Linked DNA regions of Callithrix jacchus: region 1 is linked to region 2. The links are chromatin contacts, called in public Hi-C maps. All regions are on one chromosome and are shown on one strand. The core of a region is the stretch at or near the end of the contact, and the rest is flanking DNA. Distances in the headings are between cores, read along the strand shown.

Region 1 (3,335 bases), core at 640-3,139, 36 kb after region 2:
CCACATCAATTAAATTCTTTTTTTTTTTTTTTTGAGACGGAGTTTCGCTGTTGTTACCCAGACTGGAGTGCAATGGCACAATCTCGGCTCACCACAACCTCCGCCTTCTGGGTTCAAGCAATTCTCCTGCCTCAGCCTCCCAAGTAGCTGGGACTACAGGCGCGCACCACCATGCCCAGCTAATTTTTGTATTTTTAGTAGAGACAGGGTTTCACCTCGTTGACCAGGATGGTCTCCATCTCTTGACCTCGTGGTCCACCTGCCTCGGCCTCCCAAAGTGCTGGGATTATAGGCGTGAGCCACCGCGCCCGGCCCCAATTAAATTCTTAAGTACTAGATTACACACCTGTTCATGTCTGCCATAGATTATGAAAATGAATTATTTAACATACAAGCAAATGAATCCCATCTGCTCCACAAAGCAGCTCCGTTTTGTTTTTTTTTTTTTGAGACGGAGTCTCTCTCTGTTGCCCAGGCTGGAGTGCAATGGTGTGGTCTTGGCTCACTGCAACCTCCGCCTACCGGGTTCAAGTGATTCTCCTGCTTCCGCCTCTCGAGTAGCTGGGACTACAGGCACGTGCCGCCACGCCTGGCTGATTTTTGTATTTTCTGTGGAGACGTGGTTTCAACATGTTGGCAAGGCTGGTCTCAAACTCTTGACCTCATGATCTGCCCGCCTCGAACTCCCAAAGTGCTGGGATTACAGGCGTGAGCCACCGCGCCCGGCCAAAGCAGCTCTTTATTAGTGTAATTTATCCAAATTTCCCTCCATCATTCCTTCCACGCCCCCGGTGGGGAGTGGGAGTGCTACACGGGAGAGTCTGCGGCCCAGGGCTTCACTGCTGCCTGAGGGCTAAGATTATGTGTGGTGGTAGAAAAAGAAGAATTGGGGGCATGGAAACGCAGGAACTGCCAGAGTGAAGGTTGCAGAACCTGGCTTGGGAGGATGATGAAGAAACTGGGCGACACTAAAGTGTCGTTGTTGAGCTGGCGTTCAACAAGTATTTATTGAGTATCTACAACGCGCTAGGCATTGTTTTGACACTAGAGATTCAGCAGCAATTCAACGAAAGTACCTGCTCTCATTGAGCTGAATGCCCCGTGCGGGCAGCCAGGTAACGCACATAAACACTTGCACTTATATCTCATAGATACTTACGTACATGTCAGGTAGAAATAAGTGCTATTTATAAAACTGAAGCAGAGCATGGGAACAGTGAATGAAGGTGGCTGCTATTTGAGGAGACCCCCACAAAACAGCGAGACAGTGAAGCACCAGCGGTTGTTCTTTTTCTGATTTTCTAGCTACAGGCAGCGAGATGCGCTCCCAGGAAACCCCGCCCTCTTCCTCCTGATAGGGCACAAAGTGCCAGGATACCTCCTACCTCTTCCCCGCCTAGAGGCGGACTTGGGTCGTTGGGGGGGACTTCGCGCCCAGCAATATGAGCGCGCCGCGCAAACAGCCGCGCGCAGCGATCCCGGCATGCTCCTCGTCCTCCCTAGGCAAGTAGAATTGCTCCGGGCGGATCGTGGCATGCTGGGAACTGTAGTTGACGACCGCCAACCCGCACCTGAGGGGCGGTAAAAGCCGCGAAGTCCCGTTCCATTTCTGGCACAGGACTTGCGGCACCGTGAGGTTGTGGAGAGCTCTTGCAGGGAAGGAGGGCAGGGTCATCCCGAAAACGCCCAAACCGGTCGCCGCCCCCAGTCACGTGTCGCCAGCCTCCGCGGGCGCGCGCCACTCTTAGAACCGTTCCCGCCCCACCCGGCCCGGCTATCGGTCCGCGCCTCCCCCGGCGCTACTGCCACCTCGCGCTCGGAGGCGTCACGGAACGTGCTCTCCTCTTCCCCCCCACCTCCTTTCCCTCCAGCTCTCCCCCTCTTCCCCCGCCCGCGCCGAGACTCGTCGCCGCCGCCGCAGCCTCAGGAGTAGCCGCCGCCGGAGCCGCGCGCAGCCATGGCCGAGAACCCTAGCTTGGAGAACCACCGCATCAAGAGCTTCAAGAACAAGGGCCGCGATGTGGAAGTGAGTGTGCTTCCGCGATCTGGGGCCGCCTGGCCGCTCCGCTGGGCGACGCGAGGAGGGGCGGAGGGCCGGCGCCGGGCTGGTTCTCGCCAGCTTGTGGTCGGCCGGAGTTGGCCGCCGCCTCCCGTCACCGTGGCCCCGGGCTGGGCGGAGCGGGCGGCGGGACGCGGGCGGGGCTGCAGCCACCCTCCAGAGCTGCCGGCCCGGCGACCGGGAAATGCCGGGGTTTTCGGCCCTGTCACGCGGGCGCGGCCTGATGTCGGCGAGGAGGGGATGAGGAGCTGAGGCGGGGTCCGCGGGCGGTGGCCGCGCGGACGAACGGGGATGCTGCCGCCCCGGGCCGACGACCGCACAGTCGAGGGGCGGTTGCTGCTGGCGCCCGCCAGTGCAACCTTCCGCCCGGTGCAGCCCCCTCGGTGCCTCCCGCGCATGGAGCCTCGGCTCTGCCGGTCCCGGCTCCTACCTTCTGGGAGCCGGGCCTTGGCGGGCGGTGGCGGCCCGCAGAGGGGGGTGGGGACCAGCCGGGTAACTGACTTGTTTGAGGGTGATGGATGGGGGAGGGTAGGATGCGCCAGGACTATTTTCTTATATTCCAGTGCTGTTCTTTGGTCTAGTCGTGCCGAGCTGTTCCAGCTCATACTCCTGCAACTGCTGGTATTTGGAGCGAGCTGAAGGTGGACAATAGTTTGCCATCTATTGTGTTCAGGCGTTGGAAAAGAGGTTGTTCCGACCTCCGCTCACAGGACTTATTTTCTTAGCCTTTCTTGGAGTAGGGTGTGCATAGGGTGATAATTTCTTTGACACATTTTACTGAAATAAATTGGATACATAGGTTCATAAGTCCTCTCACATACCTCTTGCTACAAGCTAGTAGAATTTCCAAGTGGTTGCAAAACTAAGCGTTCATCGCGGTCACTCAGTTCGTTGCTACTCAGCATGTTGCCATTGTCTCATTAAGGTGACATTAGCAGGTACTATTTGCAAACTCGGCTTATTGAGGCAGCGCTAGAGGTCTCTCTGCAGCTGCTGAAAGCAATGAGTACATGCACAAACTTCACTGGGCCTGTGACCTTTGGATTTGTTAGGGGGAAAATGGTTTAAGGCTACAGCCTTCTTTTCTAATACTGGGTGACATGATATGCAGTTTTGTAGTTTTTGCTAAGAGGCTAGTGTGATTAAGAGGTGAGTATTTTATCCTGTCCTAAGGAAGGTGGTGGGTTGTATATACCATTCAGCGTTCTATTTTGTAGAGAAACAAACTCAGGCTGTTTTTCAGAGCTACAAAATTAAATACTAGTAGAAAAAACCT
Region 2 (3,230 bases), core at 289-2,788:
CAAAAGCAAAACTCCGCCTCAAAAAAAAAAAAAAAAATCCCAGTGTCTAGACACATTTAATTGGTGCAACTTTGTCAACTATGTGCCAATTAGATTGTCATCTCTTGAGCTGAACTCAAAACCATACATATATACTTTTTTTTTTTAGATAGAGTCTCACTTTATTGCCCAGGCTGAAGTTCAGTGATGCCATCTCAGATCATTGCAACCTCTGCTTCCCGGGTTCAAGCAATTCTTGTGCCTCAGCCTTCTGAGTAGCTGGGACTACAGGCATGTGGCACCACGCCAGGCTAATTTTTGTATTTTTAGTAGGGAATGGGGTTTCGTCATATTGGCCAGGCTGGTCTTGAACTCCTGACCTCAGGTGAGCCACCTGCCTCGGCCTCCCAAAGTGCTGGGATGACAGGCATGAGCCAGCGTGCCCAGCCTATCTATCTATCTATCTATCTATATATATATATATATATATATAATTTTTTTAAATTCTCCAGGGAATCCAATATACATCCAAGTTTAAGAACCACTGCTTGAATGTGCAGGCAACTATCAGACTCTGGATCAGGAGTTATGGGTTAAATCCTGTTGTGGGGCCAGGTGTGGTGGCTCATGCCTGTAATCCTAGCACGTTTGGGGGCCAAGGTGGGAGGATCACTGGGGCTCAGGAGTTCAAGATCAGCCTGAGCAACATAGTGAGACCAAAAAACAAACAAACAAATAAATAAAAGTTCCTATTATGAGTTGAATTATATTCCCCAAATTTCATATGTAGCGGTTCTAACCCCTATACCTCAGAATGTGACCTGATTTAGATACAGAATCTTTACAGAGGTAATCCAGTTAAAGTGAGGTCATTAGGATGGGCTGCCTAAGCCGCCCAGGTTTGGGTCGTTACAGCAGCTCTAAGTAGACTAACACAAATCCTGAGGTAGCCGCATAGCCATGTTTCCACTGTGTGCAATAACTTTCCTGAGAAGGTGTCACCATCTTATCAGAAAAACAATGTTTAAACTCTCCCTCACAGGTTACCGAGAGGCTTATTGTTTTGATTTTTTTTTTTTTTGAAAGTCTTGCTCTGTTGCAGAGGTTAGAGTGCAATGGCACAGTCATGGCTCACTGCAGCCTCGATCTTTTGGGCTCAAGCAATCCTCCCACTTCAGCATCCCTAGTAGCTGGGACCACAGGCGTGTGCCACCATGTCCAGCTAATTTTTTTATTTTTGTAGAGCGGGGTCTCACTGTTGCCCAGGCTGGTCTTGAACTCCTGAGCTCAAGCGGTCCTCTCTCCTTAGCCTCCCAAAGTGCTGGGATTACAGGCGTGAGCCACCGTGCCCGGTCTTATTAAGAGGTTTAAATGGGCAAAGTAAGTGAAAGCATCTTGCACAGAGATAGGAAGATAGGAGGTGCTCAGTAAATGTTTGTTAAATCTGAGTCTTTCTTGCCTGAACAAAGAAACTTTTTCAGTTTAGCCCACCGTGGTCAGTTCAGTAACCTGAGGATGCAGGCTAGTGCAACCGGATCCCCTCTAAGGCTCCCAAAAATGATGGAACAGGCTTTGCCAGCTCTGGTAAATGGAAAGGGAAAGGCAGCCCTCTTCCCACACTGTGCATGGTTCAGGGCGCCCCAAACGCTTTTCATTCAGCCTTGTCTTTGAAGCAACTTTTGAAGTCGGCCACTAGAGGGCGGACTGTCTCCATAATCCTCAGCGGCGCTCGGCCGCGCAGGCGGCAAAATCGCGGGGAAACACGCGGAGGGCAGCTCTGGCCGCGGGAGGTGCTCTCGTCCCCGTTAGCCTCCATGCTTTTCGCAGCGGTTTCCAGGCAGTAACCCCGGGCGGGCCAGGTCCCCTGCGTGCCAGCGCGGCCCCGAGTGTGCCCCGACGCCCAGTGTGCTACTTCACTTACTCTGAACAGATCTATTGTTCCTCCCAGGTGAGTAAAGTAAGGCTCAGAGATATTAAGCAACCGGCCGAGGGTCACACAGCTAAGGGAATTAAATCCAGGCAGTGACAGATGTCTGCGTGACTCCAAAACCAGCAAAACACTTGTGGTCAAAAGGAGCTCCGATGCCCAGCCCTTCACAAGAGGGCGAGTGACTTGCAGACCCACTCAGAGGCCCAGCAGGAGAATCCAGAAGCAAGGAGTCAGGACAGCCTCTGCCACCCTCCCTTCTCTCCCCGGAACCCTGCCGCCGCTGCCTCAGCCCTGAACCACTGCTTGTCTCCACTGGTCATCTTTTTCACTGCCCTAAGCTAGTCTGAAAATGAAGATGTTCAAGTAATTCCTTTTGTTTTTCTTTTTTCCCTCTTTGTACCTGTGAGGATGGTTGATTTTTGCAGGCACTCCAAAGGAGTACTTAGGATGGTTTACAAGCGGGCTTCCATTGTTTACTTGTTTACTGCCTGACTCCTTGAAGGAGTCAGGACCTATTTAAAAAAACAACAGTGGTAACTACATGTACTCGACTGCTGGTGTCTACACTGCGAGGCAGTGGCAGAGGTGTTCCTATAAGACACAGTGTTTCATGCCAGAAAAACTAACCTTTCGTATTTGAAGGCAGTCCAGGGGATATTCTCCAACTGCTTCCAGCAATCGCCCCTCCCTCTGCCCCTCCCTCTTATGCAAGGCTCTGTGCCGTGGCTGTGGGGAGATGGCCCCAGCCACATGTCTTCCACAAGACAGTTGTGACCCAGCACAGTGATGCTCACTCTCAGGAGAACTGGTACCCAGAGCACAATCAGAAAACACTTTTTTTTTTTGAGACAGTCTCCCCGTCCCCAGGCTGGAGTGCAGTAGCACCATCTCAGCTCACTGCAACCTCCACCTCTCAGGTTCAAGCAATTCTCTTTCCTCAGCCTCCCAAGTAGCTGGGATTACAGGTGCCCACCACCAGACCTGGCTAATTTTTTGTATTTTTAGTAGAGATGGGGTTTCACCATGTTGGCCAGGCTGGTCTTGAACTCTTGACCTCAAGTGATCTACCCAACTTGGCCTCCCAAAGTGCTGGGATTACAGGTGTGAGCCACCACGCCTGGCCAGAAAACATTCTTTATTTTTATTATTTATGTATGTATTTAGAGATGGGGTTTGGCTCTGAGACCCAGGCTGGAGTGCAGGGGCATGATTGTAGCTCACTGCAGCCTAAAACTCCTGGGCTCAAGTGATACCCCCACCTTAGCCTCCCAAGTACCTAGGACTACAAGAGTGGGCCTTATGCCTGGCTAATCTTTTTTAT

Evidence for each region. A called contact is a pair of places that touch in the nucleus more often than the background predicts.
Region 1: a contact with region 2 is called in a Hi-C map of induced pluripotent stem cells, with 1.8 times the contacts expected there. The contact joins the promoter of KPNA3 here to the enhancer-like site in region 2. A contact is called at or near these places in 2 of 3 Hi-C or Micro-C datasets (induced pluripotent stem cells and skeletal muscle).

The regions. Positions count from the first base shown.
Region 1 is chr1:66,188,553-66,191,887 of calJac240_pri, forward strand. It overlaps KPNA3 (karyopherin subunit alpha 3), which reads left to right and starts at 1,890. Exons shown (of 17, transcript XM_035297823.3): 1 at 1,890-2,026. The coding sequence starts at 1,958.
Region 2 is chr1:66,153,268-66,156,497 of calJac240_pri, forward strand. No RefSeq gene overlaps it. Among named protein-coding and RNA genes, the nearest start is that of KPNA3, 36 kb to the right of the region's middle. Within about 2 kb of position 1,539, at least 4 of the 16 cell types and tissues checked have an H3K27ac peak or open chromatin away from gene starts, as enhancers often do.